Linked DNA regions of Mus musculus: all the other regions are linked to region 1. A link is a contact called in public HiCAR-type and promoter capture Hi-C data. All regions are on one chromosome and are shown on one strand. The core of a region is the stretch at or near the end of the contact, and the rest is flanking DNA. Distances in the headings are between cores, read along the strand shown.

Region 1 (4,658 bases), core at 686-3,185:
TTCTGGCCTTCTAGGGCACACATATTCCCAACACAGACACAACATATACACACAGAGACACAGAAACACAAATAAAAATAAAAACAAATTTTTAGAGTAAATAAAAGTTAGTGTAGCTCAATGGTTAAGAGCATTGGCTGCTCTTCCAGAGGATCTGGGGTAAAATTCCCAGCACTCACAGAGTAGCTCATAATCACCTGTAACTAACTCCAGTTCAAGAGGGTCTGACACTGTCTTCTGAGTGCCCTGGGCACCAAGCATGCTTGTGACACACACATTCATACATACATACATACATGCATACATACATACAGGGAAAACACCTATATACACAAAATTATGGGGTTTTTTTCTATTAAGTTTTTAGTTAAAAGTAAAGAAAAAGAAGGCTGGGAGTACTTGAGTGTTAAGACTGTCTGCCTACTATGTACAAAGCTCTGGGTTCCATCCCCACCACAGCATAAACCAGATGTGGCTCTGTACAGGCAACCGAAATGGAGGCGAAAAGATCAGAAGTTCAAGGTTATCTTCAACTATAGATAGACTTGATGAAGGATAACATGAGATAAACGAGACTCTGTCTCAAAACAAAAGAAAAATAGAGCTATCAGTTATTTATTGAAATTACGTGTGTGCACGCATGTACAAATCAGAGGAACAACCTGCAGGGTTCCATTCTCTCCTTCCAAGGTCCAGAAGATCGAACTCAGGTCAGCAAACTTGGCAGCGTCTTTACCCACTGAGCCATCTCGAAGGCCCAATCTTTAACTACATTAAAAGACATAGTGAGAATTCTGGGTTTCACGCCCTTTAGTGGGTATGAGGCAGCACAATAAGCCCCCATCTGATAGAAGGGAACTGAGAATATGAGATTGACAGGCAGGATTTTCTCCCCGAAGAGTTCCCTGTTCGCCTCGTCAGGTAGACTTGACCCACCACAACGTCAAAGCACTCTGCCAAAGGGCAAAAGCACTAGTCAGTAACTTTAACCTAGAGGATTTCAAAACCTAGTCAGCCATGAAAGGGAGAGGGGCGGGAGGGGCGGGCAGAATATTTGCTAAACAGGTCCCCCATACAGCACTCAAGCCTGGGGTTAGAAACACTAAGGATAACTCTCATTCAGATTCAGTTCCGCTCTCCACCTCACCCCGGTAACCCCCTCCCGCTCCCCCTTACCCCTCCACCCTCCCAGATCCACAGTTACTTCAGCAGCTTTGCACCCATGATCCCGGAGACCCGGGTCCTGGTTCCCGTGCCTGCCTTATCTCTATCCTCCCTCACATTTTCCGCAGCAACAAAGCCAAACACAGTACCGTGGGGGCTTTCACGCTTCTGTGCGTTTGGACACGGTGTTCCTTCTGCCTGGAAGGCCGCGCAGCTCTCCCTCTGAGCGCCCCCCTCCCCCTGCCTGCGTGCTCTCATTCAGCCCCCAGCACCCTTTTCCAAGGAAGCCGGCACCCTTCTCTATCTAACCCAACTCTTCTTTTGCTTTCCTTCCCTGAACGACAATCACCGATTCCTCTAAATCTCTCCTCTGGCAGGATCAGGCCTTTTCCAACGCTGGAGTTGCTTGTTGAGGAAAGGGGTTCTCGATTGACACCCCAAAGAAAGTACCTAATCCTGAGTTTGAGCGATTAAAGAGCATGCATCTAAGCTTAAATCCGCTCCAAATTCCCTATATGTCCCATCGGGTTCCTCTGTGTCCCTGGGGAACCCCGAAATCTTGCATTCCCAGGGCACCGTGGCGCAGCAGCCCAGCCCCCCTGGCTTGACATCAGCAAGCTGGAGTAGTCCGGGGGGTTGGGGGGAGGGCCGCGTAAAAGCGCGCGCGCGGACTACAAATCCCGATTGGCATTGCGTGGCCTCCCGGCTGGCGCCTGCGCATCACGGGCCCGGCGTTTGAGTGGCAAGTTGTTTGTTACAGCGAACACCAGCTGCTGCTGCGCCGGGCGCCGCGCTCAGCCGGGCGCTGTTTGCTTGTCCACCCCGTAGCTTGCTGCACCCCGCAGGTCCTCCCCAGGCCTCCTTTTTTTGCAACTTGCCAAGCTTCCTTTTTCTGGCTCGAGTACGAATCAACCCGGCATCGAGCTCCGGGCCCCCTTCCCTGGGCCGGTTGCCCCACGGCTTGGGGCGCACAGGGGGCGGGGGCCGCGGCTCGTCCCCGTCCCCCCCCCCCCAACTCGGGCCACCGCGGATGATCCGCCGTGGAGGAGCCCTGGGCGGACGATGGAACTGCACATTCTGGAACACCGGCTGCAAGTTGCCAGCGTCGCCAAGGAGAGTATCCCGCTCTTCACCTACGGCCTCATCAAACTTGCCTTCCTGTCTTCCAAGACCAGGTGAGAGAAAGAGAGTAAGGGGCGAGGGGATGGCTGACGGGGGGGGGGGGTGTCGGGGGGGGCTCATGGTACCAGCCCCGGGACAGACAAAGAGGCGCACCCCGGGGGGACGCAGTGCAAAACAACTTCATCCCCCCCTAATCTCTGCCATTCTCCTGCATCGGACAAAGCCACCCCTGTGCTCTCTAGTGGGGGTCCCCTCCACCCAGAAGCCCCCACCCCACTGCGCCTCCAACTGCTGCCACCAACACCCAACACCCCCCCCTCCCGTCTCAGTCCCTTCCCCGAGATCCCGAGTAACCTCCCTAAATGGCCTCTATGATGCATCCGTGAATGAATGAATGAACGAATGAATGAATGAAAAACAGGTGTGGGGATCTGGAGGAGGAAATTTACAAACTAAACACGCCCCATCCCCCCATCCATCCACCACCACCACCACCACCACTACCCTCCTCCCAGTTGGGCCGGCCCCCCTGTAGCCATTGGCAAGCGGGGAGGGATGGCGCTGAGGTCGGTCTACCCCAGAACAGAAATATCATAAAATCATTAGTAGATGTTTATCTCCAGGTGCCTGCGAGGGGAGAAGAGGTGCAGGCAGCGGGGGAGGGGCAGCAGGGCCAGGGTCGCTGATTTCTTTTCTCTTTGGGGGTCCAGCGAAGTGGGGGGGGGGGGGGATTTTGAACCATGGAAGGGGAGGAGCAGACGTGTTGATGGATCTGCCTGGAACCTGGGCTTGGATGTTCCAGGGGGAGAAAAATAGTGGAAGGCCTTGGGAGGTAAGAAGAAAAAGAAGAAAAAAAATATTTTTTTTTAATCTTAGATTTTTTTTTTTTCCCGTTGCTGGATGTGTTTGACTTCATAAACTCCTGTTAGATTAGTCAGACTACCTTTTCTTTTCATTGCCCATTTCCCCTTATGCAGTGGGAATTGGAGCAAGCTACCATTGACTCAAACCCCTTACCATTCACTTACCATTATGATGGGTCTGGTTTGGGGGGAGGGGGGGAGGGGGATTTAAAGCGAGGATGCTCTTACCTCCTTGCCAAAGGAATGGATACGTTATGGGTCAAGATTAAGTTAAATGAACAGCAAACACAGACCCCTCCCTCCTTCCCCTGCCTTGCTGTCTTGTCTCCTACCAGTTGGGCTCAGGGGGAAGGGCCTGTTAAAAGTTCTTGCCTTAGGGATCTGACTTGGACAGGGCTATTTCTGAGCTTGGTCAGGGCTATTGTTTAGCAGATGAAGCCAGCTAGGTAGCTTTGCCAGTGTTTACTTTCTTCTCTGAGAGCTGTCATATCTGCGGGGACCAGAGGTTTGGAGTCCTTACCTCCCTTGTCCGAGGAGCCCCTTGCTCCTTGGATGGCCCCAGGTAAATCATTAAACAGGTCATTTGAAAACAAAGCTAACAGCTCAGGTTCTGAGCACGCTTCCCTCCCCACCCCCCAAGTGCAAGAAGCCCCTCTGTCACCACCTTCTAATCCTGTATCCACTCGCTCGCTCTCTGCCCACTCTCCAGGCAATCCCCAGGACTCAGAAGCTGGAGGTACCAGATTGCCAACCTCTGGCCTCAACAGCCCCTGACAACCTCCTGGTTCCTCCTTTCTTTCTCAGGCTGGAGAAAAGAGGGCTTTTAGGGGAACTTTTCATTTTTTTTCTTTCTCTTTTTAGAAAGACAAGAGAAAGGCTGGCTCTGTCTGTTCCCTGTGCCTTGGTGAAGGGTCTGGCCTTTTTGTGTGTGTATGAGCATCCCTCATATGTCACTCCCAGGGTCCAAGTTGAAGGTCTCAAATTGAGGCCCAGAGACAAGCTCATACTGGCCTACCTGACCACAGAAACACCTTGTGCCCTTGTAGGGTTGGTACCCCTCCTCCCTTCCAAGATAGGCCCAAGTGACCGGTCCAGTTGCAAGATGACTCAGAGGTCAAAGGTCACCTCCTTGTCTTCAGACGCTAACTCTAGAAACTGCTGAGTATAGTTGCTCTGAGAACTGACAAGCTGCTGCACTTATGCACTCTGAGCCCAGGCGTGGCTTCGTGCTGGAATCAGCCCCAGTGGCCCAAGCCAGCTCACTGTCCGTGTGTGTGTGTGTGTGTGTGTGTGTGTGTGTGTGTGTGTGTGTGTCTGTGTGTGTGTGTGTGTGTGTGTCTGTGTGTGTCTGTGCCCCAGTGGCCCAAGCCAGCTCACTGTCCGTGTGTGTGTGTGTGTGTGTGTGTGTGTGTGTGTGTGTCTGTGTGTGTGTGTGTGTCTGTGTGTGTCTGTGTGTGTGTGTCTGTGTGTGTCTGTGTGTCTGTGAAATGGACATAGCACAGCCAGGAC
Region 2 (4,658 bases), core at 1,167-3,666, 2.2 Mb before region 1:
CTTACACATGCCGAGCCTATCAAATGAAATACATCCACAACTCATTCCCAGCAACAAACTCCCCTTCTCTGAGGCCCACAGAGGGAAACCCTGGGAAGCAACTTGTTACTCCACCGGACTTATTAGCCACTCTGTACTGTTATCCTGGGGTTTGTTTTGCTTTGCTTTTGGTTATCTTTTGGTTTTGTTTTAAAAGGAATCCCACCTTACTTACTTCTAGTTTCAAAATGCTCTCTCTCTCTCTCCCTCCCTCTCTCTCTCTCTCCCCCCACCATGGTGTGTGTGTGTGTGTGTGTGTGTGTGTGTGTGTGTGTGTGTGCGCTTATTCAACTCTTTAAACAAGACTCCAAAGATCTGAAAGAATTTTGACCAGACAGTGACCACTGGTACCAGGTCTTAGCTGAGGAAGCCAATGCCTCTCCCCTCGGTTCCTAACTAAACCAAAGTATTGAGAAATGGTTCTTCTTTTGTCTGAGGAGGTAGGAGAAAGACAACTTTCACTTGTATCCCCCATGTGTACGCCATAACTGCAGGACTTCATTTTACCCACACTCCCCTCTGTTGTGAGCTAAAAACTGTGGCTAAGGAATAGATTCTCTATCTGTCCTACTGGAGTACCTCCTTTTAATTGGGAAGACGGGCCATTGTAACTCCATCAGCAGGACACATTCAATTACCTTGCAGAACCCTTCTTCCTCCGAAGGCTCTGGCTGCCATCTGGCTGGAGCAGTTAAACGAGCACAGCTATCCTCCTACGTTGTAGCTAATGAAATTAAACGTGGCATAGATACACATCATGTACAGAATTCACACTTAGCTCTATAAAGTGGGTCTTCTCATTGAAAAATTAGATATGTAGGTTAGGAAACTAGGATGGTGTTGTGGCTGGCTGGCTTTCTTAACAGCAGAAGTGATTGCTCACATCTAGGTCAAGCGGGAGAGTCTACTTTTCAACACATCACACTCTATGCCCCCTTTTAATTTATCTGCAGACAGTGAAACCGTCTGGCACTGTCTCCCATGAGACACCAGATTCACCACATTTCCTGAACCTCTTCCTTCTGCCTCCACGTCGGCCACTGTCTTCATCCAATCCTTCAGTCTTTCAGTTCCACGTCATGGGTGTAAGCAGGCCCGGATGCAAACTGACACAAAATAGGCAACTAAAGGACTTTACTCCATGGGCCATCTATGCCCTCTTGGTTGCCTTATGCTGACCTAACCGTAGAACCACGGCATCACAGATGTGCTCTCATGTATCCACAGACATCTGGTGTTCCTCTCAGCTCAGTATTAGCAGTATGGCGCCTCACTCTTCCCTGAGAAGTATCTTCCATGTGCAGTTTCTGGAGGATTGAGTCAAACTCTGGTTTTAATGGGGAATCCAATTGGCTCAACCCAGGGGATTGTTGCTAGAACACTCCATATGGAACCTATGCTTGGAATTAAACCAAAGGAAGATGATTCACGTAGAAAAAAACGAAAGTTAGCCCTGAGGATGAAAAGAGGAAAGTACTCTGCGAAATGTGTGGACCCAGCACACGGCAACAGCTGCCTCAGAATTATTTTCCATAGGTACAAACTATTAAAAACAAGACTGCTCCAGGCACCACATGTGCCTCCGCTTCCTATAACCTTGGAGTTCAGCCTCACAGACTCCCAGAATGCAAAGGCTAGACTGAGACCCATAATCTATTCCTTGCTTAGGAACAGGCTAATCTGTCAATACAACCTTTCATTAACCATCCGTTGTTAGCCAGTATCAGTGTCTACCCTGTGTGTTGCCCATCTGTTCATGATGCAGCTTGAGCCCAGGAGATATGTCTACAAGTTTAAAGGGTAAGACTGTAGAAGTACTAATGATAGCTACTGTTTACCATGCACTCCATGTGAGAGTTCACTGGGTGTTTTCCATATGCTCTGGTTTCTTTTCTGTTTCTATGATAAAAATACTCTGACCAGAAGGAACTAAGGGCAGGGCAGGGTCTATCTGACTCACATATTCAGGTTAGAACTCGAGCAGGAGCTTGGAGCACAATCCATGGAGGACTTCTACCTGTTCCCTCTCCTGGCTTATGCTCAGCTAGAATTCATACACAGTTCAGAAATACCTGCCCTGGAGCTGCCTATGGTGGACTGGGTCCTCCTTCAACAGTTAAAAATCAAGACAATGTCCCAAAGACATGCTGACAGGGCAGTCTCAGCTAGGCCATTACTCAATTAAGACAAGTTTTGTCAAGAGGAAAGTTAAGGCTACGTATGTCTCTCATTTTTTAATTTAATTTTTTTTGTGGTGTGTGTGTGTCTGTACATGGGCATGCACACATGCATGAGTGTGAAGAACATGCCATAGCATGAATATGGAACTCAACTCCATGGCAACAGCATGAGTATCAACTCCATGGCAACAATTCTTCTCAACTATGTGGGTTTCAGCAACTGAACTAAAGTCTTCAGGTTTGCACAGCAAGTATTTTGGTTCTCTGTGCCAGCACTCTCCGGTTTTTAAAACCTTTCCTCCTTTTAGACAGGATTGTAAAGACACCAAGCTTGAGCGGGTACTGAGTGAAGAATGTTCTTTGGGAGCTAGGAAGATGGTTAAGAAGTTAATGTGCTTGGTGCATTAGCACAAGGACCTGAGTCTGATCTCCAGAACCCACATATAAAAAAAAAAAAAATCAGGTGTGGTGTGTGCTCTCTGCTGGGAGAGATGGAGCAGGGCTGGAGGATCCCTAGCCATCCACGAGTCTAGGCTATTCAGTGAGTTCCATGCAAGTGAGAGAACTCGTCTAAAAACGAGGCTGGATAGTGCTTGAGCAATGACAGCCAAAATTGATCCTTGGTCTCTATAGTTGTATGTAGAAATGTTCACTGCATATGAATGACACGTGCATGTGTCCACACATAAATGGGGGACACTATTCTTTTCTACCGTCATGGATTCTGGGGGGCAGTTTAATGGGTGATTTGAATCAACTGAACACAGATACCCAGGGCAGAGTTTCTGCTTGATTACAAGTAGATAGTAAAAACAATAAAGAGAAACAGATCACTCTCCCGACATAAAGGATGAAAGGTTAATATGTGAGGAAGGTGCTCCTGGACAGAGATAAGACTCATGGCTAAGCAAGTCTTAATGAGCCAGGTTCAGCTAATTTGGTAGATGGGCTGAGTAAGATCTAAGTTTTAAAAATGCATTTATTCACTTTTCTCTAGCTTTCCCCGTCAGATACCAGCTCTACAAGGTAAGTGTACAAAAGTCCTCTCCTCAGACTGAAAGAGTGGACCTGTAAGGGCACCACAGTGTAACATTTCACAGTCAGCTGGGAACTTGCTTCCAAAACCACCCTCAAGTTCATTTCATTCATTTGGTCCTCAGGTGTTGAGAGTCTGGGGTTTGAAAGAAACTAAAAAGAGTAAATATAAGCTAAAATATACACTGTGTAGGGGGAGATAGCTCAGCCAGTAAAGTGTTTTGCTGTGCAAGCACAAATACCTCACTTTAGATTCCAAAATCCACATGAAAAGCACAGGGGTCTTCGTAAGTTCAGCCCTGGGAAGGGAGGGACAGGTAGATTCCTGGAGCCCCATGGCTAGCTAGATTAGCTGAATTAGTGAGCTTCAGGTTCAGTGAGAGATCCTGTCTTTTAAAAAAAGGCAGAGAGTGATGGAAAAAGAAACCCAACATTGACCACTGGGCATCCACATACAAGCACCCTGATGTACATGTATGTCTCTACAGACACAGACACACACAGACACACAGACACACAGAGACACACACACACACACACACACACACACACACACAGATAGACAGACAGACAGACAGACAGACAGGAAACACACACAGAGACACAGACAGACAGACACATACACAGAGAGACAGACAGACACACACACCAGGTTTTCTCTCCTCCACAGACAGACACAGACACACAGACAGGCACACACACACACACACACACACACACACACACACACACACACACACCCCAGGTTTTCTCTCCTCCACACACAGACAGACCTCAGCAGACATCCTATTTTATCTTCACCAAAGCAAACACAACAGAAGACCCCTATAATGTCCATGGGGCTGCCTAACCTCCCATTTCTCATCTCTTGACAGTACATTCAAGCTCAGATATTTATTTATCTTTAATTCTCACCAACTTTATAGGGGTGGGAAACTCCCACAGAAGAAGAGGGGGTGGGAGGCTGGTAATGCTTGTGTTGGCCTCCTCCTCAATCTCCGTTTCATTAAAAGAGAAGAGCTGGTCATTAGCTTTTGTGGATGCACCTCCCAGACCCCCTTACCTCCCAGATCCTTCTGTTTATTCAAAAGATGAATTCTTAATAATTAAACCTTTCTTTTCTCCATTTAATAGACAGTAGGAAGGGATCACTTAGGCCTTGACACTCCCTTCCCCGGCAACTTGATGCATCATTTAAAGACTTAAAAAGAAAGCATTATTATATTCTTCCAGGTTTTATTTATTTCAATCCCAGAATCTTGTGCTGACACGGCAAGACTCAAGCAGGAGTGTTTTGTAAAACTCAAATGAAATCCTAAGTGGACACTTGTTTCATAAATTTTTAAAACATCCGTTTACTCCTTGGAAACAGCTTTTATAAGCCCTTTCCATCTTGCTTGAGAA
Region 3 (4,658 bases), core at 1,492-3,991, 2.2 Mb before region 1:
TGTAATCCTAGGTAGGCACTTTACCGCTGAGCTATGTCCCAGCCATTCACTGGTGGATTCTAGGCAGGCTCTGTACTCCTGATCTGTATCCCCAGCATCTTATGTAGATATGAAAAAAGACTTGGGGGCTGGCGAGATGGCTCAGTGGGTAAGAGCACCCGACTGCTCTTCCGAAGGTCCAGAGTTCAAATCCCAGCAACCACATGGTGGCTCACAACCATCCCCAACAAGATCTGACTCCCTCTTCTGGAGTGTCTGAAGACAGCTACAGTGTACTTACATATAATCAATAAATAAATCTTTAAAAAAAAAAAAAAAAAAAAAAAAAAAAGAAAAAAGACTTGGTGTATCTCAGGAAGAAAATACTGCTGAGACATTTTGGGAAAGAGGTGAACTGCATCACAATGCAGATCTTAGGACAGTTTGAGGCTTGCCTGGACTATATATCAAGACCCTACCTCAGAAATAAAAGAGGAACCTAGGACAGGGCTCAAATGTTTGCCATGCAAGTGTTAGGACCAGAGATCCTATCTGTCCACCTCCCCAAACCTAAGTCAATGGTCGGTGGCTCCTGGGTTGGGAGGAGGGGAAACGTCTGTAATTCCAGTCCCAGAAGACAGAGATGGGATCCTTTGACTAGAGAGACACATATGCACGCTCTGAGTTTGACTGAGAGACTGGGTCTCAGTAAATGACGTGAGCAATTTCTAACATCAACCAGAGGTCTCCACGTTCATGCTCATGATGCGTGAACACAGGAAAAAAGGAAAATAAATAAATAAAAGAAAAGAAGTGTTTCTGGCAGTATCTAAGGAATACTTCATGGCGGGGTGGTGGGTGGGTGAGGCAAAGTTCTCCCGGCTTTGTTCTGTATTTGATTCATTACCTCTGTTATACTCAAGACTCCCAGTGCATGGCTGTAATTTACCTATCTCTTCCATATGGCAAGCGAGTTAAAAAAGCCCAGCAGAAACCATATGATAAAGGTGTGATTAGACACTGCTTTACAACCTGAGGAAGTCAGACTCCCGAGAGTGAAGGAACTTTCACCATCAGATGCACCCGACATCAAAGCCTGGGCCACTCACCGGGCAGCTGCTTTACATTAAGTCTGCATCTCTAGCAACACCACACCAGTCTGCACTCCTTGTCATCTGTGCCTGTGAGATTCTAGGGCAAGGTCACAAGCTAGCTCAGGCAACCTGTGAGAGTTTACACTCGCCAGTCACCTACTCATGGTTTTGATGGCAACACTCAGCAATTCTCTGGTTCCTGCCCCAGTGACACACTTTCTCATATGTATACACACAGACATGGTGACGTGCCTCGAACTTCTCAACACCACCTCCTTCTTCTGTGCACTGCCTTACATATTCTTGAAAAGTTCATGGGATGGGCTTTCCCACTCACCCCTGGATATTAATTGATAGGATTAGCTCTATAAGCATTTAAAGGGAGGGGAGAAGGAGATAGACAGGGCTTCTCAGCCAAAGACCTGAAGACCATGATCTCAAAGGCCGGATGAGGGGGAGGAGATGGTGATGCTCGCTTATATTCTCAGCAGGAGAATCTAAGGTTCAAGGTCCTCTTCATGCACAATAGAACTCTGAGGCTAGCTCAGTTACAGGAGGCCCTGTCTCAAAAAACTAAAACAATGCCATTAAGGTGCTCCAACAGAAAAAGACACTTGCTTTGCTGCCAGGTCTGGTGACCTCAGGTCAATCCTCAGCATCACCACAGGACAGATTCGCTTCCACAAGTTGCCCTCTGACCTCCAGAAGAGTACTGTGGCAAGAATGCACAGATATAAATAAATGTCATTCAAACAAAAAACAAAGAGTAGGCTACAGTAAGTACTGGGATCGACCTGGGAATGATGTGGCCTGCCCCAAGTCACAGGGAGGAAAAGGAGCAAGAGAGGGAGGAGAGAACACTGGCTGAGAGAGGCAGTTTTGGAAGAGTTCACAAGGAGTGTACGAGGGATGTTTAAAGAAACAAAGATCCCAGGAGAGGGAAAAAATTAAGACATCCAAGTCATAAAGCAGAGTTTTTGTCTGACTAAAGGAAACCAAGTATCAACTAGCAAGGAAGAAGCAGGGCTCTGATCTCACAGGTTTCCTCCTCTCTGCATCCAGTCATCTCAGCATTACTACAGAGCTTGACTGTGACCAGAAAAGACCTTACAGGAGTGTCTACTCATTGATGATCAACAGGTGTGTCCTGGGACTGTGTGACAGGAGTGCAAGGACTCCTAAACCAGTGTGTGTGTGCATGTAAACACACACACACACACACACACACACACACACACACACGCCAATGGATGCTAGAGGTGTTGGATTCCCTGAAGCTAGAGTTACAAGCTGTTCTGCACTACCTAATATGGGTGCTGTGAACTGAACCTGGGCCCTCTGGAAGAGTAGTACATGCTCTTAACTGCTGAATCATCATCACTCCAAACCCTCAAGCTCTTAAATTAAAACAGTAACAAATTCCAAAAAAGGCAGGCTTTCCAGACTCCAGATGGAATAGGTACCACCAGACAAAGAGCTTGTTCAAAGAAGCCTGCTGAAGGCCTAGTGCTTTAAATAAGAAGGTGAGTTCCCAAGAAGACTGAAGGGGAGGAGGAGGAAGCTGAAAGACAAGAGGGAGAAGGGAGGGGGCAGGCAGGCCAGGCCCAGTGGGGGCTGGCCATGTTACAGAAGCAAAGGGCATTCCCGGGAAACTACAGCCCCTTGCTAGGCCTGTCAAAAAACCTTAGGAAGGAAGCTGGGGCAGACAGCAGTGAAATCCCCTCAGCTCAGAAGGCCTGCTGGAGACAAAATGAAACGCGATCCTGTCTGGGCGGCCCCTGGGTAACATTTTCACTCCTGAGTTCCATTTTCAGTTTAGGTTGAGATTTTTTAAGAAGACAGCAAGCAGCACTGGAGTCCCAGGTGACAAGATCTGCTCCGATTTAGTCTTTGAATGTTGCAAATTAAATTCCCTCATCAGGCCTCTAATCACTCTTACCAGATGGGGCTTGTGCTCAATTTTGGATCCACAGGAAATTTAATGGTTATTGTTTCTGTTTAAATAGGAGATTATTGCATTTTAATAAGTTCTCTTTGGGACTTGCAGCAACAATAGAGCACTATGAATTACTGTAGATGGCTGTTACTGCATGCTGGGGAAAAATCAAGTTACTAAGTGTGACAAGTTGCTTTCTCTTCCCTTCCAGCAATCGCTCCGAGTGTATTTACCACCAAATTAAGTGTGTGCCGAGGGGATAATATTTTTATCCTGCCGAGGGGGAGAAGGAGCTTGTCTGTGGATTTTCATTAAAATGACACATCTGTTCAGCAATTTCACAAAGTAATTCTGCTGAAAGTTTTATCAGCTAATTTTAATTATTCACTCCAGTGGGTTGAATACAGGATTCATCATGTTGAATTAATACATTTGACGGGAATTTCACAAAGAGGGGGGGAGAAAAAGCAATCAACAAATTGAATTGTCATGCAATATGGATTAAATCGAGATTCTTTAATTAGGATAAGCCTGAGATTTGGTATTTTGAAGGTATTAGAAAGCTTAGCAATACAGTGGTAAAGATTAAGAAAATGCAATTAAATATTACACTTTGGACACCGGCGGGATCACATGTGAGTCAGAGTCCTCCTTTAAGCAGGACAGTTAATAGTGTCAGTTTCTGGGACTGTTCACTGGTGGAACCGCTGTCAATGAGAAACAGCTGCTGTTTGTTTGCCAGAAAGGAATGGAAAGGTAATCAAGTTTTAAAAGAATGGGAGCTGACTCCCTTTAAACCACAATGAAATAATTGAGGGCCCCAGGATGATCAAATACTTGGGAAATGCTGTTTCTCTTCAGCTCCGCAACCACTAAACATACAGTTTGAGAGATGCAAATATTCCTATTGGTCACTCAAGACACAGAGATACCCTATTGGATGTGGAGAACAAGCTCAACCCTGCTCACATGAGGGATACAAAGTCTGGAGAATCTATCTGAATAATGAAGGGCCCTTTGCTACACGACTGACATTTTACAATGAAAGGAGGTGACTGACCACAGCTGACTTACCACAGAAGTATATGTGGAGACCAGGAGACAGATCACTGCAGAGAGCTCACACTAGACAAGTGTATTCTACAGGTTCCTGATCTCAGATGTATATGTGGACTTCGCTGATAGCGACAATTATTCCTATTTCTTTCTGAGCCTGTGATAAAACACTCTGACCAAAAGCAACTTAGGGAAGGAAAGGGTTAATCTGGCATACCCTTCTAGGTCAAAATGCACTCTTTGAGGGAGTCAGGGATAAAACTCAAAAGACAGTCCTTCATACTGAAACCAGGGGTAGGAGTGGGGGTGGGGGGAAACTGCCTTCTAGCTCACTGGCACGTTCATGGTCAACAAACTTTCTTTAACATCCTAGGACTACCTGCCAAGGGGATGGTGTCACCAAGAGTGGACTGTATTCATACTAATTAATCATCAAGACAATTCTCCATAGACATACCAACAGGCTAATCTAATCTGGGCAATCTATCAATTAAGAATCTCAGGTGACTCTAGACATTTAGAACAAAGAAATCATTGTATTGGGGGACATTTTTAAGCTAATTGATTCATCTAATTTAAAAACTGCTTTTTAA
Region 4 (4,658 bases), core at 678-3,177, 2.1 Mb before region 1:
TATCAAACCATTGGCCCCATCTCTCTCCCATTTCCTGACAAATGAAAATACGGACATAGTGGACTCGGGCTCCTGCCTCACAGCAGCTGTGTCCGGTCCTCCACCATTTGACAGGAGAAGGACACAGCCTGTATTGATACTTAAGTGGCTGAAAGAGACAGGGCAAGACATGCCTTGAGATGGAGGCTACATTAACTAAGCATTAATTAGTTTCCAATGCCATATGAATGTGCTCTTAAAAAAAATGGAGGATAGGGTCTCATCTAGCCAAGGCTGGCCTTGAATTTACCTCATAGGCAAGGATAACCTTGGATTCTCTGTCCTCATGTCTCCAGCTTCCAAGTGTTGGTATGACATGAGTGACTCACCATTCCCAACTTATGTAGTTCTGGGAACTGAACTCAGGGCTTTGTGCTAGGCACACACAAACACACACACACACACACACACACACACACACACACTTTACCAAGTGAACTACAACCAAAAGTCATCCATTTACCACCGTTTAAAAGTGAAGAAAAATATTTTAGAAAAGTCAGTTTTACTCCAACCGATCCCACACTGAGGTGATTCGGTTCTTGCTCAGGAGGGCTGCCTGAGACACAATTAACTGAAAGCCAGAAAAACAAAATAGGACAAAATCAAACACATACACACACACACACAAACCAACTAACCAAATAAAAACTACATTGGGTAGAGGTCAGTTTTTCATGATATAAACAAATTACATATCATTTGTTCTCTATGTGAAAAAAATTATAAAGAACCACAGAACCTTGTCCCAAATACCAACACACCCCTGAGCTGTGAGGAGGAGGTGTACCTATAAATGCCACAGATACAAGGCCACTGAGAACATTATCACTCTTCAAGCTGGGAGCTACATGGCTGTTCATGATGTCTCTTTTCCTTACTATCTAACAATGCATTTAAAAATGATCAAATAGAGGCTGGAGACATGGCTCAGAGGTGAGGAGTACTTGCTGCTCTTGCAAAGGATATGAGTTTGGTTTCCAGCACTCACGTTAGGAGACTCAGTACTGCCTGTAATTCCGACTTCAGGGAATTGATGCCTTCTTCTGGCTCTGGAGGGCACCAGATAAATATACTTATACGCATGCACACAGACACCTGAATACAAGAAAAAAAATAATAAAATAGACAAATCAAATAAAATCTTGGCTAGTCAAAGGCACCATGGGGGTAGCCACGGTGAAGAAAACTGGACAAGACAGTAACAACAGATGCAAACTGAGAAGGCAGAAGATAAATTCAAGTAGTCAGCTGTGAGAAACTGAAATTGGAACAACACCCACCACATTTGTGCAGCTGAAGGCAGAACATAGGCTGCAATTGAGGTCCAACCCAGGAACCAAAGGATTAGCAAAACTGCAAAGGCGGTGCACAAGGACGAGCAATTCAGGGCTAGTGTTACAATTTCAGGGAAGCCTGTGTGGAATCTTCTACTAGAAGACAAACTCCATTAACGCCGGCTACAAATGACTGTTGACGGAGCCATCTTACTCTGAGAAAACCAGAAGTTGTGGACAAGAATTCACTCCTGCCTCTCTTCCGAAGACCTGTACTTTCCTACTCTGTTTGTTATTCTTCGAATGATAAAGTATTTTCTTCCATTTTAGGGCTGAGCTGCGACAGGGCAGCTTGGGAAATAATTCAAAGCAGAGTGAGAAACTCGTGCCAACCCCTGATGTTTTTCTTCAGCTACAGAAATGCAATCGGATAACTTATTTTTGAGAATCTGAAGTTTATTAGGCTGGTATTTATTTTGGTTTCCCTGGAGGGTACAATTATGTTTTAGAAAGACCTGTGGCTGAGAGACTCTCACAATAAACTATTTCTATGCTAACCACATGGACCAGAGGAGTGAAGAAAGCCTCCTTTTGTATAGTGCGTTGCGGTGGCTTCGGCGCTTCTTTCCTGGTAGCGACAGCCTGGTCTTGGTGCTCCAGTTCCTCTGACCGCTACCCACCCTAGAAAATTTTTACAAAAGCTGCATCTGAAGGAGTCTGAAAGGAGATAAATGCCACCATGACAGACTCTTCTTGCCCAACCGCAGCATTAATCCCAGCATTTGCCATGAGAATTATATGCCAAACTTGGTAACAAGCTGGGCAGAGCTGGTTTTGAGGGCATGCCATTCCCTCTAGAGCAAAAAAAAAAAAAAAAAAAAAAAGGCAGACTAAACTCAGAGATCGACTTTCATAAGAAAGGTTCCTTTGTTCTGCTAAGTTCCTGTCTCCGATTTCTGTTTCTGAACAAATTCTACTGCACAAGGTGAGTCCACGGGCCAAGAAGACAGGTCGTTTTCAGAGCTGTGGAAAGGCAAGCTTAAGATTTGTAGCAAACCTCTGCCAAATTAATGTGAGATTAAAAAAAAATATGCACATGGGGGTTGGGGAGATGGATCCATCAATAAAGTGCCTGCTTTGTAAGCATGAGGACATGTGCATAATGCTCAGAAACCATGTATAAAATAGCTAGATATGGTATTAATCACCAGCATAGAGGAAGTAGAGACAAGCGGCTCCCTGGGCTAGTTGGAGCCAGGGGACAGCCGACATAGGAAATGTGGCCAATGAAAGATTTTGTTTAAAAAAAAAAAAGTGAGTAGTGGAACCCCCTCCCAAGAAGAACATGAACACATGTGAACATGTGTACACACACTAATCCACATGCTCACAGGAAGCCTGACATGGGTTTTAGCACCTCCTCTGTTTCCCAAGACAGCAAGTTATACCACCAGGGATGACCAAGAAAGTGATGGCATATAGCTTTTAAAATGCTCAGTGTAGCTTTCTCTCTGGATACCCATGGCTCCTAAAGGACCCCATCTCTTGCCCCACAATGGCGACCAACACGCATGTTTTGGGGCCTAAAAGAACCATCGACATGAAGGAGTTACAGTCATGTCCAGGCTTTCTCTCCACTTGTCCATATCTGGCAGGATGCAGCCAACCTTAGTCACGCAAGGTTTACCTCCAGCTTTTTCAGAGCCATGACATACTTCAAGAAGATGACGGGGCTGCTTGAGATGAGAGCAGCATACGGTGGCGTCTGGCTGAGCCTAAGGCCTGGCCAAGGTAAACAGAAGCAAAGGCCAGGCAGGAAGGGGAGATGGTGAGAGGCCATGTCTGCCAAAACTGAGTCATAAGAAACGATGAGTCTCAGAGAACCCCGGTGCTGCCCCAAGCTGCAGAGGTGGTCCCTATCCCTAGATTTTGCTACATGGACAAGATACATTAGGACTTCGTGAGAATGAGTAAAGAGTCCATTCTGTACCTTCAGATATAGATAAATAATAAGAATTTAGCCGTCTAAGCTCTTCTACTGCAATGAAAGCAGATCGACTTTCCATCAAAATCTCTGTCCTTACTGCAGTAGCAAATACCATGCTGGTAACGGTGAGGGACCCCCAAGGGGCTAGGATGGGAAACTCTCTGTGTTGTGGCTATATTAAAGGCAAATTTTCCTCCAGAAGAGATTTATCATTACATGGTATCTGAACGGTTGTACCGTTCGCAATCCTCTTAAAATGTTCTTGGGATGCAGTCTCAGTGCCCAATGGGTAGGTACCTCAGGGACATTCACCTTTTAGAGCAAATTCATTTTCATAGGATACGAGATGGAAATGGGACTGATGTTCACTCTAGAAGGTCAGTCAGTCACAGCAATGGCCTGAAGAAGTCAAGGACAAAGAGTAGGAAAAGAGAACAGACAGACTGAACTGCAACGAAAGCGTCTCTTCTGGCCAGAGAAGGGTCATGTGCGGGAAGTTTAATCTCATGGCTCATACGTCATAGGCATGATCCATCAAGGAAAAAGGACTTTTCTGTTACAGCAGGACAGATCAGGATCTCACATTTGTTTAAGATTCTGTTCCCTCATTGGCTACAAGCTGTGCCTTTCCTGAGAAGCAGTATTTCGTGAATAAAACATACACTACATGGACTGGGGGTGTACTTAACCTCGGAGCACACCTGGCCAGTATGTGTGAAGCTCTGTCTTCCAGCCCCAGAACCATAGCGTAAGCTAGGCCTGATGGCACATGCCTGTAATCCTAGCAGAAGGTGGAGGCAGGAAGATTCAAAGTCATCCCAGCTACAGACCAAGTTTGAGATAAGTCTGGGCTACATGAGACCATGTCTCAAAATCACACTAATAACAGTAACTTGAAAGCCTGGTAGTGAACAGTAAGGCTTGTTGCCTGACTTAAGTTCAGAAAGGTAAACTCAGTGACTGTTAGGCATAAGCACATTCATTATTATCCATGCATTCGAAAACTCACAGATGAGTACAAAATCACCTTCAAGGTTTTTACAAAAGCCAGAAAGGGCGGGTGGGGGGGGTGGGTCGGGGGTGGAGGAAATAGATGTAATCAAGTCAGGTCTTCCATATACGCCCTGATTTCTGTGAAAACATCAACGTCATGGATATACTTTTCATTATTTATACAAAATGCTATTTTTGAAGAGTTTTATTTTTAATTATAGATCTCTGTGGGTACTTGTGAGCATTTGAGTTCAGTGACAATACAGTCCAGAAGACACTACTACCCACCCCACCCCACCCCACCCCCCAGCCCCCGAAGCAGGAATTACAGAGGGTTTGGAGCCATCCGAAATGGGTGCCGG
Region 5 (4,658 bases), core at 579-3,078, 2.1 Mb before region 1:
ACTACTTAATGGCAGGCTTACTTGACTCTGTTATCTTCTCAGTGGACTAGCACTTAAATCTTCTGCTCACTTGGGAAAGAGGATTGTGTTTTCTTATTACCAGACATTAAGATTCCCTTGCTCCCTTTTTCCCTTTCTCTGATGAGTTTTCTCTTATCAGATGAATATTCAGAGCTCTAGGTGACATTATCACTTACCTCTCTTGCCACTGTCCCTGGAGAGATGCACTCCCTGTACATGTTACTGTTTGACTCTGAAATGGAAACTTCATTGGAAGGCTTGTTGCCCTCTAATGAGATGTGAGAGGGTACTGACTTAGTTCACAGGTAGATTCATAGATGGATTCAAGTGGAGGCAACCTGAGCCTAGCTTGAAAAACTGGAATATTATAGGTGTGCCCGGGAAAAACAAACCTTTGTCCCCATTTCCTCTTGTCTCTTCACTTTGATGCCAGCTTGTAGTAAGCAGTTCTCACAACACCCAGTTGCCCCCGTCCCACCTTGCCCTGGCCTAAAGCAACAGTCAATCAAGCTGGAGGTGCCAGGTAAAACTCCTGCTCCTTCCAGTGCTGGGGCTCAGACCTGGGGTTATACATATGCTAGACAACTCAGTCTCCTGAGTTTTCAAGTTTTGTTTGTTTGTTTGTTTGTTTGTTTCACTTGAGGCAAAGTCTTCCTATTTAGACCCAGTGGGCCTGGAACTTGCTATGTAGACAAGTTGGCCTTTAGTTCCCAGAGATCTATCTGCTTCTGCCTCCGGAGTACTGACATTAAAGGCATGCATCACCACAACTGCCCTATTTTATTTTTTTTATTTTATTTTTGTTTTTATTAAGGCAACATTTCTTTCTATAGCCCACCCTGTCCTGGACCAGGCTGACTCTAGGCTCTCACACCTACCTGCCTCTGCTTCCTGAGTTCAAGGAGTGAAGGTATATACCACCAGCCTAGTCGTCATAGATTTTTTTTTTTAAATAACACATAACTATTTATAATTTTCTCTTTCTAATCATCTTTTAGAATCTTAAATGTAATTCTTTCTTTGATTCTTGTGCTTGAATATATGGATTCATGGTTTGTACAAAATTTGGAAATTTTTCAGATATTACTTTTCTAGGTATTCTTTTTTCTTTGACTTTTCCAACTATATATTATTTGGTTAAAGGAAGTTCACGGATGTTCTGCCCATTAAAAAGAAGTTTGTCTCAGTGATTCACTCAGCACACTTCCTACTGCTGAGCAGTCACTGTCTCCATGGTCACCAACCTGTGACATAGTATAGCCTGCTGTCAACTTCTTGTATTCTTCCTGTTACACTATGTGTAGTTTTTTGCTATAAGCTTAATTTTAGTCTTATTCAACTGATATTTTTGAATACGTGGAATACAGTCATAATATCTTTTGAACTCTCTTTCTGGGAATACTGACATCTGTATCAGTAGTAATGTGTTTGTGCATGCATGCATGAGTAAGTGCATGTGTGTGTGTGTGTGTGTGTGTGTGCATCGTGCTATCTGGAGATGGTTGGTTCTTCCTCAGGGCTGTGGGGAGTCTGCATAAATGCAAGAGACAGTTACTTAGCTCTGTCTAGTAACTACAACCATTTGAATCTCTCCGTGATTACCATATTGTATCAGTTACTTTCCTGTCACTATGGTAAAACGCTCTAAGAGAAATCAAGTAGGAAAAGAAAAATATTATTTTGGTTTAAAATCGGAAAAGGGGCATAGTTCATTAGGGTGGAGAAGACACAGTAGGAGGAGCATGAGGCCAGCATGGTGGTCAGGAAACTGGCCGATGAGACTTCACCCACAGATCAGGAAGGAAAGCGAGAGAACAGGAAGTGATGTCATCCTATACAAACTCAAATACGAACTCTGTATAGTTTGCACAGACCACACAACCCCTAGTAATACATTTCCTTCAGCAAGGCTGCACCTTCTAATGGTCGCATAACCTGCAAACAGAGCTATGAACTGGAAATCAAACACTCAAATACATGAGGCTTTGAGGGTCATTTCAGTCTGAAGCCACAACAAAGATTCTCAGTCTTCTACAAACACAGGCAATAACCGGAATCATTGGGCTCCTCCTTATCTTGCTGGGGCTTAAAACTCCATCAAGGCAGACAAGGACAAACATGGCTCGTCACCAAACCTGTTTAATTCCTTTCAGGCCACACTGTCCTTCACTACCTGAATCTAGTGTCTTGAACGTGTGAAGACTCTCGCTTGAGACCATGTGGATGTCAGCTTTAAAAAAAGTACGAATACTATGGAGAGAGGTACCTGCTCATGGAGTCCATACTTGTTTTCCAGTTCGCACAGTCTGTTCTCTACACTGCTGTACACCACCACAGTCAACGGTGACCTGGTCAAAGCATGTGCCAGGGGTATTGCTTCTACAGTTTTCATCTTGTGATGTATAGCCTGCTTGACTGGCTTCATTTATGATATGATGGCTTCAGTTTCATAAATCATGATGTGTAGTTTTGCATTCTAGTACTTGCATGGCTGGTACTACAGGTGTGAACCATCAAGCTAGCTTTATGTAGTGCTAGGGACAGAACCCAGGCCTTCGCCTATGCTAGGCAGGTACTCTACCAACAGAGATAGAACCCAGGATATCATTTGTTTGGAATACGTATGTTGGGGGACTAAGGTGCTAAAAGGGCATTTGCACATGTGTGGAGGTCAGAGGACAACACGTAGGAGTCAGCTGCTGCCTTCCAACAATGCTTTGGATATTCATTCAGTCACAGAATATAAAGCAAAGGCGGGCTGGCAGGCATCTGACTTCATCATAGTCTGATGGTGCTAACGACAAACACTAAGAACGTAACATTTGAAATGTAGATAAAGAAAATATCGAATAAGAAGCAAAAAATGGGTTAAGTATAAATATCTGATACTTAAAACCCTAACACAAAGAGAAACCCTGGCTTCACTCCTTGTGTTGTTGCTATTCCAATTGCCTGTTTTGAGCACAATTACTCAAGAACAGTATAAAGGAGAACGGCTCTTGGCAGCCTGATCTGATAAAAGATTTTTGTGTTTCGGTGTCCATTTCCAACCCGTGACTGTGATTCTTCAGTTGCCCGCCAGAGGCTTGGTAACCCAGGAAAGCCGTTCTCAGTGCATTTATACAGTGTTTTGCTAACTACACATGATGAATTTTTAAAACATTTATTATTTTTAACAATGAGTATGTGTCTGTGTGTGGGTATGTGTCCCTACAGAGACAGGAAGAGGATATCAGATGCCCCTGGAACTGGAGGTAATGGTGGTTGTGACACAGCTGAAGTGGACGCTGGGAACTGAACTCAGGTCTTCTGCAAGACTGGCAAGTGCTCTTAACCACTGAACCACCTATCTAATATCCATTACATGATATGAAGGACTGAATTAGAAAGCCTCTGAAACTGGAAGGAGTGTTGTTCTGCTAAGCTTACAAAGTGAAAGTTCTCACACACACTAACCCTCAAATTCTCAGAAAGGAGCACTGATACACTTAATTAAAATAACTGCTTACAAAAGCCAACTGAGAAGCATTTTACAAACTCAAATTTATGTTATGTAGGTACACCTGGGCAAGCAAGACTACAGCAAAAATGTTAATTTAATAAAAACTGGTGGATCTTCCCAGATCTGCTGTAGTAAGTGTAATATGCCTAGTCATTTTAAATCTACTTTTGTAATACTCATAGGTACAAATACATAATTGAGAATTATTACTACTTCATATTACATCTTATTTTTATTTCTTTGATCAAACTTAATATTTCAATGAAATAAAAATTTTTTACCATAATTTTGTAGTGCACTCACTTGAACTTCACATCTTTGCTTTTTAAGTGACTCAAAACATTACAGAGATATTAAATATATTGATGGGTATTCATCTGATAGTGAACCCATTTTTATTTGGAAATAGTGAAGCACCAATAGCACATCATCATTTAAAATTTTACTTTTTTATTTATTTTTATAAGCAATAGAGAAGGCTCTATCTTTCAGGCAAGTTAAGGAACATTTTTGAGGTTACAGAAGAGACAGAGAGAGACAGAGATAGAGACACTGAACAACCACCACTGGTCTGTTTTTACCTGATCCCTCCAGAATACTGATGTTTGGGAAAAATAAAGGTGGCTTACATTAGCAGTATTACCCTGTAATTTATCTTATGTAATCAAAGTTATTTACCTTCTAGTTAATTCTCTTCTCCCCTTATATCTTCCATCCCCAACCTTCATATAAAGCATCCCACCTTCAAATTTGCTCTTTCTCTTTTCGTATCTTATCTGTTATGCTATGGCCCCTGCGTGAAGGCTCCCCCATCCCAGTGGCCTTTTACAAGTTTCCTTATTAAGTCTGTATAGGTGTGCAGAGGTTACAGGGCCCTATCCCTACTGCTGAACTGTAGGCTACCAATGGATTCTGAGGGAAGGGCAATCACTATCTTCAGCTAGGCACTTAATGAGGAGTCGACCAGGGTCCTAAAGAATTGTCATGTGGTCATGGAAAAGCTAAACTACGTGTGTCTCAAAAGAAAACAAAACTAGACAGGAATGAAAACCAACAATCGAAATCTCCTGATTGAAGAAAGGAGCCTTGTGGAAAGGAGAGAGCTGATGGACATAGCAGGGAGATAAGGGACAAG
Region 6 (4,658 bases), core at 1,107-3,606, 2.0 Mb before region 1:
TGAAACTTGTAGGCGGATAATTAGTTTTACTTGTTCTTGCCTCTCCCTCCAGCACAGCAAAGAGTACTTTTCTTGTCTCTCTTTTTTAAAAAACAAAACAAAACTATTTTTATCGAATTTATTTCTGATAAGAGGGAAATGTCGCATTCACTTCAAGATGCACATACACAGGGTCAGAAAACAACTTTCAAGTGGCTGTTCTCTCCTTGTACCCTGTGGACTCTGGAGATCAAACTCAGATCATGACATTAGGCGGCAAGTTCTTTCTTTCCCTGCTGAGACTTCCTGCTGGCCATCTCTTTTTCTTTTAAGGCTGATCTCCTGCAGTGCCTACCAGAGTGCTGGAAAAGAGTACATGCTTTAAAATGTCTGTTGAATGAATGTACACAGTCCCGTGTCTGGCTCTGGCTTCCCAAGTGAACTGGCACAGTATATCTCCTAAATTACAGCTCTCACCTAATGGATCTGTAACATGACCCTGATCAGGAATAAAGGGAACTTAAGGCAGGTTCCAGAAAATGCACACAATTGTAAGATGGTGTTGAGTATGTGATTCTGCACATGCCTGCAAAGAAAGTCGTAGGTGCATGAACATATATGAGCAAACATATCCCTAATCTGCAATCTAATCCTTTTACGATTACTGGCAATCACCTTTCATGAATCAAAATCATTAAAAATTATTTGCCCAGCCCGCTGCCTGTGTACAGCAGGCAGCAAGCCAGATGCTGTCTCTGCCGCAGTGCACAGGAGGGTTCCTTTGCTGTACCTAACTTGTTGAGAACTGGGGAAGCTTTTCCGTTCACGTTTCAGGTTAATCTCTTTTCCCTAAGAACAGAATATCCTCTTTGTAGATCTCCCTGGGGGCTTGGTATTTGCAACATCAAACAGAACGCACAAACCATTGCACCCACTTTCAAAAGCCTATTACACTGTCAACTGGCTTTCCTAACTGCAACCAGGGGAGAAGGCTTACAGACTCCTAAGCCCCTTCCTTCCCCCCAGGCAGTTGGAAAGGAGCCATAATTTCGCTAAGCTACCACTGCATTTTGTCTCACTAAAGAACTCCTAATAAGGCAGGCAACATTCCAAGGAGGAAAAAAAAGCAACTTGAGCTCACTGTAAATCTCACCTCCCCTTTATTCCTGACTCTCTCTAAAAGTTTCAATTGCTGGCAAGCTCTGAGGATGGGGTACTGTCATGCACGGCTACCAGTGACACTTTTCCACACTGCTTAACCAATCATCACAAAATGCAGGTCCACAAGCAGTGTCTGAAGCAAAGGGCTGAGGTGGGATGCCAGCACGCCTCCTCACCTGTGGTATATAGCACTCCTTTGGGGATGTGCAGGAGATCCGAGAAAGAACAGGGGAATAGACTCAGGTTTGAAACATTCAAATGAAACAAATTGTGTTCTTTGTGTTTCTTTTGCCTTGTTAGAATCTATCCAAAGAAATAAAAGCCCACAGGAGATAGTGTTTACCAGCCTGTGCCAGCAGGGACAGACTTGCTTAATTGTTAACAGGGTTCATGAATACCTCTTCCAAAGGGACACCAGTAATGTGTCCCACATAACAGAAGGTTTCTGAAACATGGAGCAATATGTAACTGACAGACAGACACAGAGGGGATAGGGGAATATGCATGCTTCCCTAGGACACACACAAAACCATTTCTGCTGTGTCCAGGGCCACATTTCCTCCTACTTATCTTGAAAGTTTCCATGGTAGCTGTTGAAGGGAGAATTAGAAGTCTTCACAGAATACTACAAGAGAGAGGTGGGAGTCATGGAAGCACAAAGGAAAAGGAGAGGTGGGGGAAGGAGGAGGACAAGGACAGGGAGAAAAGGCCAGAGCTATATGGTAGTGTTTGCTTGGCATGCATGAGGTTCCATTCCCAGCACCACATAAACCCACCTCAACAACAAGAGTAAGAAAAAAAGAGAAAAGAGGGTCAAAGGTGAGGGTCAGAGGTTGAGAATCATCCTTGCCTACACAGAAAGTTCAAGTCCGGCTTTAGCTACCTGAGACCTTCTGAAAAGATGGAGCTGCACATCTGTGCGTCTAGTGAGTGAAATCACAAAGGGACCCTAAGGTTTCCTGTATCTGGCCCCTAAGTACTTCCTCTAGGAGGGCTGTGTGGGCTTGACACAGCTGTGAAGGGCCCAGTTCAGAAGGACTGAGACCTGCCGACACTAAATAAATTCTGGGGGCAGTCTTCAGAGACCATCAATTTTGCTCTGTCACAGAAGTGCTATATTCTCATGCTGAAACACTCTATAAACAGAGTACATGTTCTACACCACCTGTGTGTTAGCGAGGGTCACTTCTTTTCTGATCTGACATCTCTTGGCCTTGAGCCCAGGCGGCCTAGCAGCTGAAGACGGGTGACTCACCCGGTGTGAAAAGCATTAGACACGGCTCACCTGTATCTGCCCTTCTTGTCTCCTCCTAATCTCCTTCCTCTCCACTTTGGAGTTCATCTTTCAACCTAGAAGCTGATAAGAAATGCATCCACTGTGGATAATTTCTTCACTCTGGAGAGAGATTTTTTCTCTCTTATAGAGGGCTGGCCATCACAGTGAAGAAAGCGACACAGCGGGATCGTTCATCTTGACTTTTTATTTATTTATTCTGAGTCCATCTAGAACTGTTGCCTGGATCTGTGGGTGTGACTGAGCCATGAAGAAGTTACCACCCATAACTTTTGACTTTTGATTTTTATTTAACGGCTCATTTGTATAACCTCAAAGATGGAGGGGCCAGCAGACCCCAAAGAGATTGGCAGCTGCGGTCCTGTCAAGTTGGAAGGTTATGTCAGCTGCCAAGTCTGCCAAGCGAGCTCAGCACAGCGAGGGAGCGGAGAGAGATTGGTTACAGCCGTAAGTAATTGATCTGTCTGAAAATACCGGCTAGGAATCCTGGGATTAATGCCCCAGCTCCAGCTGGGCCGCACTGCTCTTTTCCCTCCAGCTCTCTGACAACAAAAGCCGGCCTCCTTCTCCAGGGACAAGACATTTTTATTAAAATCTTTATACAACTTAACAGCAAAGACTCTGTAAAAGCATCCTAGAGATTTGAGGAGGGTGGGGTGATGAGGCGCAGGTTTCCATCCCGAGAAAAACCAACCGACAATTTTTGCCAGCCCCCCTCAGCCCCCGCCCCTCCCCTTTTGATCTGGTTTTCATTTCAAAGCAGTCACCAGCCAGTGGCTTCCCTCGGCCAAATGCACTCAGTCATCTTGCTCTGGCTCTGGCTCTGGCTCTGCAGAATTCTGCAGAATGCATGGAGAGGGAGCTCCGGGAGCGGCGCGCTTAGCTGGAGAGACACGGATGAGCTGTGGAGAGCTGCAGGCAAAAATAAAGTGGGAAGGCATCCAAAGCTGCAGCTGCGCTAGCCCATTAAAAAGCTGAGACTCATTCTGTTGTTCGACCCCACGCTTAGCACCGCATAACTATTCATCAAAGAAATTTCAGTGCAATTAATTAAATTATTCCCATGTCTGGGCTGCGGAGTCGTTATTCCAATATCAACTTTCACTCACTCTCTCTTAAGCTCGTGTTTGCATGCCAAGTCACTACTCTGGGGTTGTCCAGTCTCAATAAAGCTGTGCTCCTCGTCGCTCACACAGGCTATCATTTCTCTTTTTTATTGCCATTTATTTTCCACTAGGACTCTGCTGCCAGGATACTGGCAGGACTTCCAGTATATGGTTGTAATGAAATCTACCGCAGACACTTAACGCAGGGTGAGGATAGAGCTCGGCTCATGTGAGGCTGTAATATAATAAATGCTTTCAGAAAGAGGATTTTTATCAGCTCAGAAATAGAGTGTGGTATCCCTCTCAGACTGAGTGCAGGAGAGGGAAAAAGGTGGAGTCGTTTGAAAATTCCTGTCATAATTAAGTTTATGGCTGAAATATGCCTAATGTGAGAGGTGTGAGCTGCGGCACAGACTGCCATTCATCTCTCCAAGAACAGTTATTAAAAGGGGAAAGGTTTTTTTTTTTTTTAAATTGTTTTGGGGAGATGATGTTTTTAAAACACCATCTTCTTAGTTAAGAACATACAACTGGCATGCTCTTATAATTTGGGAGATCTGACTGCTGCCCCATTGAGTTTGTTCTAACTGTGACAAAATATTAATAAGATTAAGAAAATAATACCCTCAACTTGAGAGACAGCAGACCATATTTAAGGCTCTTGACTGTCCATTGTATATCACCATAGCAAATTACAGGACTGAGTAAGAGTAGATCACTATCTCTCTCAGCAAGAGACAAGAGCCTTCATATGAACCCAACACTGGAAAACACCAGATCGACTTTTAATAAGCTCGGTGCTGGCTCAGACCTGAGAACTTGGCTGTGCCACTGAATGCCCCCCCCCCCAATAAAGAGGTCACCATCTACAGCTGGAAGATAATTTATCCCTCACATCACTGACAAGGGTAAGGTAAGAAATTTGAAAATCCTGAGTATAAGGGCTGGAAATAGAGTTTTGTGGTTAAGAACGCTTACAGCTCTTCCAGAAGACCAGATTTTGGTTGCTAGCATCCATGTGGGGCAGCTTAGGCCTGCCAATAGCTCCAGCTACATGGCACCAAGATGCCTTCCAGACATAGTACACATGGCCTGCCTGATGCTCACACTCATACGTT

What was found. Promoter capture Hi-C pulls out the DNA fragments that hold promoters and counts their contacts. HiCAR-type assays count read pairs that join an accessible place to other places.
Region 2: a contact with region 1 is called in a promoter capture Hi-C map of hippocampal neurons, with 11 times the contacts expected there. The contact joins the promoter of 4930563F08Rik here to the promoter of Castor2 in region 1. A contact is called at or near these places in 2 of 39 promoter capture datasets (cranial neural crest and hippocampal neurons) and 3 of 115 datasets of contacts at active chromatin or transcription factors (astrocytes, embryonic forebrain and forebrain).
Region 3: a contact with region 1 is called in a HiCAR-type map of astrocytes, with 8 times the contacts expected there. The contact joins the enhancer-like site here to the promoter of Castor2 in region 1. A contact is called at or near these places in 4 of 39 promoter capture datasets (the C10 cell line, frontonasal cranial neural crest, hippocampal neurons and 1 more), 5 of 115 datasets of contacts at active chromatin or transcription factors (astrocytes, embryonic forebrain, embryonic limb bud and 2 more) and 1 of 9 other capture datasets (embryonic tail).
Region 4: a HiCAR-type map of astrocytes shows a contact between it and region 1, with 8 times the contacts expected there. The contact joins the enhancer-like site here to the promoter of Castor2 in region 1. A contact is called at or near these places in 6 of 39 promoter capture datasets (the C10 cell line, cranial neural crest, frontonasal cranial neural crest and 3 more) and 2 of 115 datasets of contacts at active chromatin or transcription factors (astrocytes and embryonic forebrain).
Region 5: a contact with region 1 is called in a promoter capture Hi-C map of the HPC-7 cell line, with 9 times the contacts expected there. The contact joins the enhancer-like site here to the promoter of Castor2 in region 1. A contact is called at or near these places in 7 of 39 promoter capture datasets (the HPC-7 cell line, cranial neural crest, frontonasal cranial neural crest and 4 more) and 3 of 115 datasets of contacts at active chromatin or transcription factors (astrocytes, embryonic forebrain and stem cell-derived neural progenitor cells).
Region 6: a promoter capture Hi-C map of frontonasal cranial neural crest shows a contact between it and region 1, with 10 times the contacts expected there. The contact joins the enhancer-like site here to the promoter of Castor2 in region 1. A contact is called at or near these places in 7 of 39 promoter capture datasets (the C10 cell line, the HPC-7 cell line, cranial neural crest and 4 more) and 2 of 115 datasets of contacts at active chromatin or transcription factors (astrocytes and embryonic forebrain).

Annotation. Positions count from the first base shown.
Region 1 is chr5:134,097,813-134,102,470 of GRCm38.p6, forward strand. Castor2 (cytosolic arginine sensor for mTORC1 subunit 2) reads left to right here and starts at 1,936. Exons shown (of 9, transcript NM_030719.3): 1 at 1,936-2,339. The coding sequence starts at 2,227. Gm15627 (predicted gene 15627) reads right to left here and starts at 1,829. Exons shown (of 2, transcript NR_166664.1): 1 at 1,314-1,829; 2 at 600-953.
Region 2 is chr5:131,877,853-131,882,510 of GRCm38.p6, forward strand. 4930563F08Rik (RIKEN cDNA 4930563F08 gene) reads left to right here and starts at 2,417. Exons shown (of 3, transcript NR_040704.1): 1 at 2,417-2,457; 2 at 3,217-3,245. All of the region lies in intron 4 of Auts2 (autism susceptibility candidate 2), which reads right to left.
Region 3 is chr5:131,945,905-131,950,562 of GRCm38.p6, forward strand. All of the region lies in intron 4 of Auts2 (autism susceptibility candidate 2), which reads right to left. Among named protein-coding and RNA genes, the nearest start is that of 4930563F08Rik, 68 kb to the left of the region's middle. Within about 2 kb of position 2,742, at least 27 of the 459 cell types and tissues checked have an H3K27ac peak or open chromatin away from gene starts, as enhancers often do.
Region 4 is chr5:131,991,109-131,995,766 of GRCm38.p6, forward strand. All of the region lies in intron 4 of Auts2 (autism susceptibility candidate 2), which reads right to left. Among named protein-coding and RNA genes, the nearest start is that of 4930563F08Rik, 110 kb to the left of the region's middle. Within about 2 kb of position 1,928, at least 29 of the 459 cell types and tissues checked have an H3K27ac peak or open chromatin away from gene starts, as enhancers often do.
Region 5 is chr5:132,014,478-132,019,135 of GRCm38.p6, forward strand. The region is part of intron 4 of Auts2 (autism susceptibility candidate 2); the gene reads right to left. Among named protein-coding and RNA genes, the nearest start is that of 4930563F08Rik, 140 kb to the left of the region's middle. Within about 2 kb of position 1,829, at least 2 of the 459 cell types and tissues checked have an H3K27ac peak or open chromatin away from gene starts, as enhancers often do. A contact at or near this core is called in the HPC-7 cell line, where this site is marked.
Region 6 is chr5:132,071,570-132,076,227 of GRCm38.p6, forward strand. The region is part of intron 2 of Auts2 (autism susceptibility candidate 2); the gene reads right to left. Among named protein-coding and RNA genes, the nearest start is that of 4930563F08Rik, 190 kb to the left of the region's middle. Within about 2 kb of position 2,357, at least 98 of the 459 cell types and tissues checked have an H3K27ac peak or open chromatin away from gene starts, as enhancers often do. A contact at or near this core is called in hippocampal neurons, where this site is marked.